Linked DNA regions of Delphinus delphis: region 1 is linked to region 2. The links are chromatin contacts, called in public Hi-C maps. All regions are on one chromosome and are shown on one strand. The core of a region is the stretch at or near the end of the contact, and the rest is flanking DNA. Distances in the headings are between cores, read along the strand shown.

Region 1 (4,603 bases), core at 244-2,743, 470 kb before region 2:
CCGGACTCGCAGGCTCAGCGGCCGTGGCTCACGGGCCCAGCCGCTCCGCGGCATGTGGGATCTTCCCAAACCGGGCACGAACCCGTGTCCCCTGCATCGGCAGGCGGACTCTCAACCACTGCGCCACCAGGGAAGCCCTCAGAAGAATTCTTAACTACTGTCTAAATCAGCACCCACTCATTCCATCCTGGTCCATTTTCTGCATGACACCCATCCCACTGCATCATTTGCCTGTCATTGCTCTCCCCTGGTATTTCCAGTGCCCAGCACACAGTAGGTGCTTAATCAGTACTAAGAGGGTAACATCACAACTGCAGAATACAGAAAGCCCTTCAGTCCCACATTAGTTAACTGACAGAACATCTGGCCTCCTGAATAGACAAGTGGGCAGGGCCTTTTACTGAGAGGTCTGTGAAGCAGAGGGTCAAACACTGGCCAGGGCCAGCTTGGGGAAGGTCAGACAGCTACTCACCAACCGATTCTCTTTGCCTCTTGCTTCACGGCAGAACTTTATAAGTTCTTTTTCAATAGAGGCTGGTGAGAATGTGACATCTCTGTCTTTGAGGTCCTGGTAAAATCTTCCCAGATAAGAAATACAAACTGGAAAAGAGAGGGAAGGGAGATGCTCAGCAATCACCAAGTTGCACCGCAATTCGCCAGGAGGGAACTCCGTCAGCAATTTTAATAGGAGACACGGAGAAAGGTGAGTTTTTCCATCACCGATTTTCTCAGGTGCCCACAGGTAGACAGAACCGCGCTCCGGGTTGCTGGGCCCCCTGGTTCACCCAGGGCATACGGGGAACGAGCATCACCCAATGACCCAAAAAAGGCTCCTCCCTGCTTTTTCCATAAAGTTTAAGCCGAGACTGAACACGTGTCCTTGAAATGGACTCACTGTGACCTCATAAATGGACAAACTGGAGGCCGAAGAAAACAGCGATCCAAATGCTGCTCATTTCCAAATACAACACCGAACTCCGAGGTGCGGCTTCGCAACCCCATCAGACAAGGCGCGGTGCCCACGGCCGGCATGGAGCCGGGAGCCCCCTGGCCGGGAGCCTCTGCCCAGTGATGGGAAAGGACCAAAACTCCAGCGTTATCTCAATTTCAGGCCAAGTTTTCTGCACGATCTAGTCCCAGCTTCTTCTCGTCGGACCAATGTTTTGTAGGCCCAGGAAATGTTTTCTAAGAGGCCCGGCGTCGGCCCTTCCTCTGGCGGACCCCTCTGGGGCCGGCCGCCCCCGCCGCCCCCGCCCGTATCAGCCCCTGCCACTGGGCCGCTCAGTGGTTTGGTTAGGTTTGGCAGCGCCGCCGCCAGGCGGGCCACAGCGCACGGACCCCCAACCCCGCAGCACCTTCGCAGTCGCCCGGCCGCAGCGCCCGGCTGCCCGGCAGCACGCTCAGAGCCAGCGCCACCGCCAGCCCGTGCGTGGCCCACATCCTCCTCCACCCGCCGCCGCCGCCGCCACCGCCCGACTACACCGCGCCCGCAGAGCCCCGCTTCCTCCAGGTCCGGGCCGCGCGCCGTGGCTCCCCATTGGTGGGTGCTCTCCGCGCCCTCCCACACACCATGCCTCCATTGGTCCACGCGCCTCGGAGCCCAGACGGGCGGCTCCACGCTGCCCTTCCCCATTGGCTGATGGCGTCGCCCGCCCTCGGCCCTAGACAGTTGTCGGCTGCTGATTGAACCAGGGCGGCCGGCAGGAAGCGGCCGTGGAGGCGGCGGAAGCGGCTCGGGCCGCCATCTTGGGTAGGTGACCCGGCAGTGGCTGAGGCGGAGTGTTGCTGGCTGAAGTCGGGTTGGGCGCTGTACCGCGCGTGCTGAGTTGGCTTGCGTACCCTCTGTTCTGGGCCCCAAGCCGGCCCGAAAAACCCACGGACCTCCCCGCCCAGGCTCCGAATTGTGGCGCAGGTCAGGGGCTCTGGGGCCAGCCGTAACCCAACAAGGCAGGGACGGCGGGGGGCCGCAGGCGAGGCTCCGAAGAGGTTTTTTTCCCCTTTTACCTTTTTTTAAAGGATCACGTAGGCGGGGGGAACCAGACTTTGGGGAGCCCCTGCGGAGGCTCTGGCGCCTGCGAGGCCGGCGGACCGCGTCCGAATTGCCTCAGCAGCTCAGGCACCCACCCGCTTGAGCCCCGGGTAGCCGGAGCCCGCCTCGCGCGGGCTGTCAGGGGTGCGCGGGCTGTCAGGGGTACCCGGGCCGGGGTGGACAGACTCTGGGCTGGAGGGGCGCCCGTAGGAAAGGCTCTCCTCCGGGCTGCCTTCCCAGAACTCAGAGAGGCACCCGGGCCAGGGTTGGTTGCGTGGCTTTGGGATCAGAAGCATCCCGCCTCAGAGTGGGGAGGTCGGGGGTTCGGAGGCTTGTCCCGCACGCTGGTAAGAGGTGCCCCCCTTTTCCTCACAAGCCTCGGAAGCCTGGCCGAGGTGGCTGGCACGCCGCCTCCTGCTTCCCACTGAGCGCTCAGGGCCCTTGGCTGCCCTCATATCCAGGGCAGGGTTTGGCTCCCTGTCTTTGAAGGCAGGACGTGGGAAAGGTTGGCTTTGCGCTCAGGGCAGAAAGGAGATTTCTATGGGGCTAAAAGGGCTTGGAGCCCAGCGGCAAGGGTTGGAGAGAGGCACTTGCGCTGCTCCCAATTCAGTGAATTCAGCGGGTCAGTGTCAGGTATTCATCTTTAATTCACATCACAGCAGTCAAAGGAGTGGGGAAAGGGGGGAAATAAGGTGGCAGATATTTACATTTAAAATTCACATTACTTGTTGGATTTAGAACATGCTACCACAATATATACAGTAAAATACCTTTTGGGACACCAGTACAAATTTTTTTTTCTTTAACTTTGCTTTCTGGTACAGGTAAGACCATTTTTAAGTCGCTTCTTATTTTAAACATAAATACACAAAAGAAATGGTTAGAAGTTTTCTTATTTTAAATAAGCACAGAATGCCAGAGGTTAAAAACACATTTATATAGGGCTGAATACCAATTGGACATCACACTCTATACATTTTTTGCTCAAATTCCTGTACAAATACACAGCATTCAAATAGGTATTTACAAATAAGCTTGAAAGAATGAAAATCAGTATTTCACAATCTTTTCAGAGGATTCTCATCTCTTGCCTCCCACTTCCCTTCAGACTGGCTGATTCTCCAGTGAAAGGAATTTGGATCATGTCCTTTTCATGGAATTAGGGAAAATGGAGAGGGAAAACAAACTGGGCTCACCCTGTATGAGGCAAGGCCAAATGAACCCACATTCCACTCTCTACCCTCCCATGCCACCAGGTGGAGAAGGTAGATGTTCTTATGTGAGGACTGCCTTGTCCAGGGATTGAGGTTCAGAAGTGCCCTAAAACCTAAATATGCCCTCCTACCTAAGAAATCCAGAGCTAATCCCCGACTGTCACACTTGTGAACACCAGATGGTCCAGGCCTGCCAGGACTGACCCACTCTGCTTGGAGTCACCCTTGAAGTATCAGAAAGGACCCACAATGGTGATAAACACTCCCAGACGCCCTGAAGCTAATGCGGCCCCCCAATCTTTCCTCATAGGTTACTTGCTGGCATTCCTATTAAACAACCTGGCATTTGTTTACAAGTGAAAAATACCCTAACCATGGAGGTCAGATGGGCCAGCAGAAGAGGAACTAGGGGAGAACATACCTGCTCAACAAGGAGAAGGCAGCCGTGGGACCATCACAGTTGTGAATGCAAGCAAATAAATGTTTCGTAGACTTTTTTAAAGTAACTTAGAAGCACCCTGGTAAAATACTATTACCACCCCACCCTATTCCCCCAAATAATAAACCAAGAGGAAAATCGGTGCCCTGACCTGAAAGAGTTTTCTATAAAGACCACTACCTTCTGCCCAACAGACTGGGAGGCTGGAGAAACTGCCCTCCTGCCCGCCCTGAACCCTGAGTGGTGGTCCCCACGGGCCTGGAGCTGAGGCCCTGCACTTGGCTACTGGGAGAGGATAATTCAACCTGTGTGGCTCTCTGCTTCTAAGAGGAGAATCCCTCCCACCCTTTTTACCCAGGAGCTTGCTGAGCCTGACCACAAGTCCTCGGGCCTTAGAAGCCTGGCTGGGCAGCCAACCCCACTGCTTGGAGGTAGTGCTGAAAATCCCTGATTCAGGAGCTGATGACAAGCACTCTGGCCACTTCTGAAAGCTTTGAGGATTTCCGGCCCCTGCCACACCCAGCCTCACTCCTGTATCAGCTTGTTTCTCAACACGTGGCTGCCCGGGCCCTGGGGAGGAAGGTGGTGAGGGTAGTCCCTCTGGCGCTATACCCCCACTCAAGCTCCAGAGGATAGGAGATAACCACTGCAGATCCATGCACCAAGGGGGCTCCTGCAGGGCACGGGGTGTATTAAGAGTGGAGAGGGGCAAAGGGTCAGAAATAAAAACGATGGAGGGAAAAATCCAAGGTAGAGTAGGAGGCAGGGCTGGCCCATGGAAGCCTGGCAGTATGCCCTGGGCATGCAGTTAGGCCAGGTCACATGCCTGAGCTGGCAGGTTGGCCTAGCCAGCCTCTCAGTTGCACACTCCTGGATGGAAGAGGGAGCAAGTGGGCAGACATTTGTGCAAAATGGCTTGTA
Region 2 (4,577 bases), core at 1,606-4,105:
ATTCAGTATTGGGGATGGCTGGGCCAGGGCAGGTGGGTACATGGTGGCAAACTCTGCCACACAGCTCTCCATGAGAGCTGTATGTCCAAGGGGATGAGGGCTGAGAACTTTGGAACAGCTTACAGTGACCAAGGAATCCAGTGAGTGCCTGGGTGGGGTGGTGGGGCAGCTGAAACCACTCTCTCAACACACACACACACACACACACACACACACACACACACACATATACACACACATGTAGACATGTGGACTATTCTTTGGGGAGAGGAGAGGCTGCACATATGAAAGTTTACAGACTAAATGAGCCAGACCTTGAGGAAGGCACTGCTGTATATTATTGTGACCCATTTTGTGTCTGTTCTGGGTGGGGAAGGGCAGAGAGATCCTGCAGCAAGAATCTCGGGTGCACGGGAGGGGTTTTTCTGGAAGGAAGAATCCATGGAGATGTGGCACATGAGAGGAATTGCCACTGGGGGGCAGTGTGGGCCCAGCAATCAGGGCAGGAGAGGTGACAATTAGATGGCCAGAGGCAGGCACCTCAGGTAAAACAAAGGCACACCACTCTTCCCAGTATTCAGGGGAGGTGCATAGTGCTGTCAAATTTACAAAGGGCAGTTGGAGGGCAAAACCCTTGGGTCCTTTAGTTTACACACAGAACTGCACAGTCACTGACTTCTGTAGGGGGCGCTTTCAAGGGGACACCTGTGGTGCCCTGATGTTGACTGTCCTGAAGGCAGGGAAGCTTCACTGAGGACCTGAAAGTTGGATCCTGAAGGATGTCTAGGAGTTGGCTTATAATAGGAGCCTAGAGAGGAAGTGGGGGATGGGGTTGGGCCTGTGAGATCTAGGGTATATTTTACCCTCTCTATGCCTCATTTTTATCACCTGTAAAGAGGGGACAATATGTAGTAGTTAGGCAATGAAATGGGGCTGGAAATTGCTGAGAGCATCTGGCACATAGTAAGCATTCAGTAAAGTAATCACAGTTAGAGGGAAAGGGCAATCTCGGGGTAGAGAGCTTGGGATTTGTCGCCAGGGGGACCAAGGTTCAAATCCAGCTCTGTTGCTTGGCAGCTGTGAAGCCCCTTTGTCTTCATTAGTAATGTGGAGCAGTAGACAGTTCCTACTGGAGGAACGGCACCTTATACAGGGGCTCCATGCTGGGCTCTCCAGGTGCCCCAGCCATCGAAGTGGCAATGAGGTCTCTACACCCATCTCCACCCCATGCAAGCAGCTTCTGGCCTACTCAGGAGGACTGGTGGGGCAACACTGAAGCTCAACTTCCCTTCAGGAAATTTACAGAGAAGTGGGTTTCCTGAAGTCATTTCTCATCTTAACCAGTTTATTTTGTCATTTTGTCCTGTTTCACGGGGTTTTGCTTTTGGACCCCCTCTGTCTTCCATCCCCTCCCAGGCAGGGCAAGCTCAGCCCTGTCTGCCTTGGGAAAACCTGGATACTGCCATTTAGGCTTCTGGACCCTGCCAGGAGTCTGTCATCCCTGCTAGGGGATCTGAAGCTTACCTTCTTTCTGGGGAACCTGGGGGTACACACCGGTAAGTTGGAAGGGGGGAGTGGACCCTGCCACTTCTCCAATTCTCTCCCTCTCCTTCTGGTCCAAGGGCTTAGAGGAGGTGTGTGCAGCCCCTATGGTCTTTCAAGATGTTCCCTGGTGAGTCCAGTGAACTGGGAAAAGGTGGAGAGGATCAAGGGTAGGAGCATGGGCTTCTGACTTTTGTTCCCTGGGGCTCGGCATAATGGGGGTAATACCAGCTGTTGAGAATCAAATGTATCAAGTGCTCCATGTAGATGGGAGGGGGTGTCACTGATCCTTCTCTCTACCGTTACCCCCCACCTTCAGTTTATCTCTGGGTGTTTGGAGCTCCAGGTCTCTCTCCCACATTTTTAGGGAACCCACCAACCCAGAGACACATGTGAACTGTCCTGTGGGGTGAGCTGGGGGCCTGCCTGCCCCTCAAGTCGGTAGTCATTTCTTCCCTGATTGGAGGGCCGGCCAGAGGACAGGCTGGGGCCGAGACTGGATGGCCCTGCCTGGTGCAAAGGTTGGGATGGTGCCTTCTCCCCCAGCTCTCAGTGAAAACGTTCTCGCCTGGATCCTCTTGGCTGCGGTGGCCGCAGGCTTGACCCCCGTGAAGCTGCGCGTATCTGAGTACTCCCTCTGTACCCCTTCCCTCCCCTAATGTCCCTCTCCAAACCACACCCTTTGCCACCCACCTCCCCAGAAACAAGAGTCCAGGGGTCCAAGTGCAGCCCACAGGGGGCCCCCGCACACCAGACAGACCGCCTTGGAGGAGCCGCTAGCTGGGCGGACAGGCCGGTGACCGCGCCCTCGTGCTGCCACCGGTTCTACAGAGAGATAAGGGGGCCTGTTCCCAACGAAGCGGAGTGCCCGAAAGAAATCTGGGCTCCGGTAGGTAGAGCACCTGCACCTCCCTAGCCCTCTTCAACCTGGACTTTCCCTAATGTTCTCTAGGTCACTCTCAACCCGGCTTGGTCACGTCAGCCTCGGGTCCAAGCGCTGTAATTGGCCCTGCGTGACCACTCGGCTCCACCTCCTGCGCTGCGATTGGTCGGCACGCGGAGCCCCGCCCCACTTTCCTGGAAAGTTCTTGGAAATCTGTCAAAGGTGTTTCCTTTAGCGGCCCTCGGCCGCAGACCAGGGAACCGACTCCCTCGCCTGCACCCCTCCCCGCCCGGCCGCACAGCCGGCGGTTCTAGGAAGACGTCGCTTCCGGGAAGGGCTGGGACACAGAGGACAAAAGATTAGGCTGCTCGCCCCGCCCTCCCGGCCCGCCCCACGCGCCCTCCCGGCCGGCCCGCGCCGCCACCTCTCAGTCCCGACCCGCCGCTCGTGCGCCCCAGGAGCCTGCCTTGCGAGCGCGACCCGCGCCCACTGGCTCCCTCCAGCAGCCGCCGTCAGGCCGAGCCCCAGCTCCGGAGCAGCCGCTGCCGCTGACGTGACATGGTCCTCTGCGTTCAGGGGTAAGCGCGGCTCTCCGCCCCCGCCCAGCTCTGCGCCGGCACGCGGCAGAGTACTGGCCTCGTGCTAGCTGCCGAGCATTAAGAGGGCTTGACCGGTCGGAAATGATCGAGCGCGGAAAGACCTCGAGAGAGACAACAGGGAAGGGTGACAACATCGTCACCACCTCTACTGGCACTGTGGGTAGGGAAACTGGGGGTTGGCTGGCGACAGGAGAAACAGGGTGGGCTAAGCGTGGGAGAACGTAGACGCCTCAGGCAGCGCGTCCTCCAAGGCGTGGCTCACCTGCCCAGCCGTCTGGGCCCGGAGCGCTCTATCCTAGCCTGACGGCCCAACAGTCTACTGTGACCTTGGGCCAGCCCCTGCCCTTCTCTGTCCTGTCATCCACTCTCCTGCCTCGGCTAGCAATTAGGCTGTTCTTGGGAAGCCAGCCTGAGATCCTTGCCTCTCCCCTGGTTGGCACCTGCTGAACAAGCAGCTGTTGGGAGAGCCTAGGTTTGGCCCAGTCCTGCCTGAGGTACCCCCACAATGTCCTCAGCCCTCAGCCCAAAATGGGATCCCAATGTGAGAAGGACCTTGGCTCCTGCCTCCCTTCTCCAAGTTTCCCAAAATGTGGGGGTGGGGTGGGGACTGATAAGACAGAGTCTTGGCCTCAGCTGAGCATTCTTGGCACATTCCTTCTGGCCAGAGCCTCAGGATCCCCTTCAACCAAGGGTCTGATGCTCTCCAAACTGATCTGACAGGAGCTCAGAAGGTTCCAGGGAGAATGAAAGAAGATGTGAATGGGTGCTCCACAGCAGGGAAAGCAAGATTTTTAAGACCTACACACACACACAGCCACAGACCAGCTGGTGCCCTCCTGAAGTAGGGTGCAGGGATTCCCAATTGTAGGTATGGGTTGTCAGCTTTGCTGAGGGATCCCCGTTTAGGGCTGAGTTTGCCTCATTGGCTTATGTGCCCAGGCAGAACTCACAGGCTGGGCTCCACAGCAGGCACACACACATACTGGCCACCCACACCTGGAACATAACAGCCACCGCCACGACAATGACACCTCCCATACTCCTAGAAGGCTCCTGGGCCTGAGCTGAGCTCTGGGTTCCAGCAGGCAGGCCATCAACCAGTTCCTTGAAACTCAGCCTCTAGCTCCCCAACAGGGATTCCTGAGCTCCCGTAGTACAGCCAGGGTAGGGGTGGAAAAGTATTAGCAGGCTGTGGTATGCTAGGGTCTTATGGCCCCTTCTCTTGAGTGGTCACGGGCCCCTGATTTGTTAAAATCTTCTAAGAGTCACCTATAACCTACACTGTATAACTTACACTGTCAGATCTGGTTCCTCTGCCTGACTCCTGCTGCCAGTTCCTGCCCACCTCTTCCTGCCTCGTAAGCAGTACCTGTCAGTGTTTACCCATACCATCATCTCAGCCTGCGGTGCCTTCCCCGCTACTCCTTCCTTTAGCCTGGCAGACTCAGCTCAGGAACAGGCAGACCCTGACTTCCCCCTAACATTCTTTGCTTTTATGACTTTGGGTTATGAGTTCTCCTTTAGGGGAGGGCCCAGGGTTTCATTATTTGGTG

The links. A called contact is a pair of places that touch in the nucleus more often than the background predicts.
Region 1: a Hi-C map of lung shows a contact between it and region 2, with 4 times the contacts expected there. The contact joins the promoter of MANF here to the promoter of CISH in region 2. A contact is called at or near these places in 3 of 3 Hi-C or Micro-C datasets (lung and muscle).

What each region holds. Positions count from the first base shown.
Region 1 is chr10:67,061,442-67,066,044 of mDelDel1.2, reverse strand. MANF (mesencephalic astrocyte derived neurotrophic factor) reads right to left here and starts at 1,493. Exons shown (of 4, transcript XM_060022593.1): 1 at 1,356-1,493; 2 at 473-600. The coding sequence starts at 1,440. LOC132432336 (a long non-coding RNA gene) reads left to right here and starts at 1,759. Exons shown (of 3, transcript XR_009520875.1): 1 at 1,759-1,912; 2 at 3,554-4,113.
Region 2 is chr10:66,594,318-66,598,894 of mDelDel1.2, reverse strand. It overlaps CISH (cytokine inducible SH2 containing protein), which reads left to right and starts at 2,855. Exons shown (of 3, transcript XM_060022585.1): 1 at 2,855-3,003. The coding sequence starts at 2,984. The region is part of intron 2 of MAPKAPK3 (MAPK activated protein kinase 3); the gene reads right to left.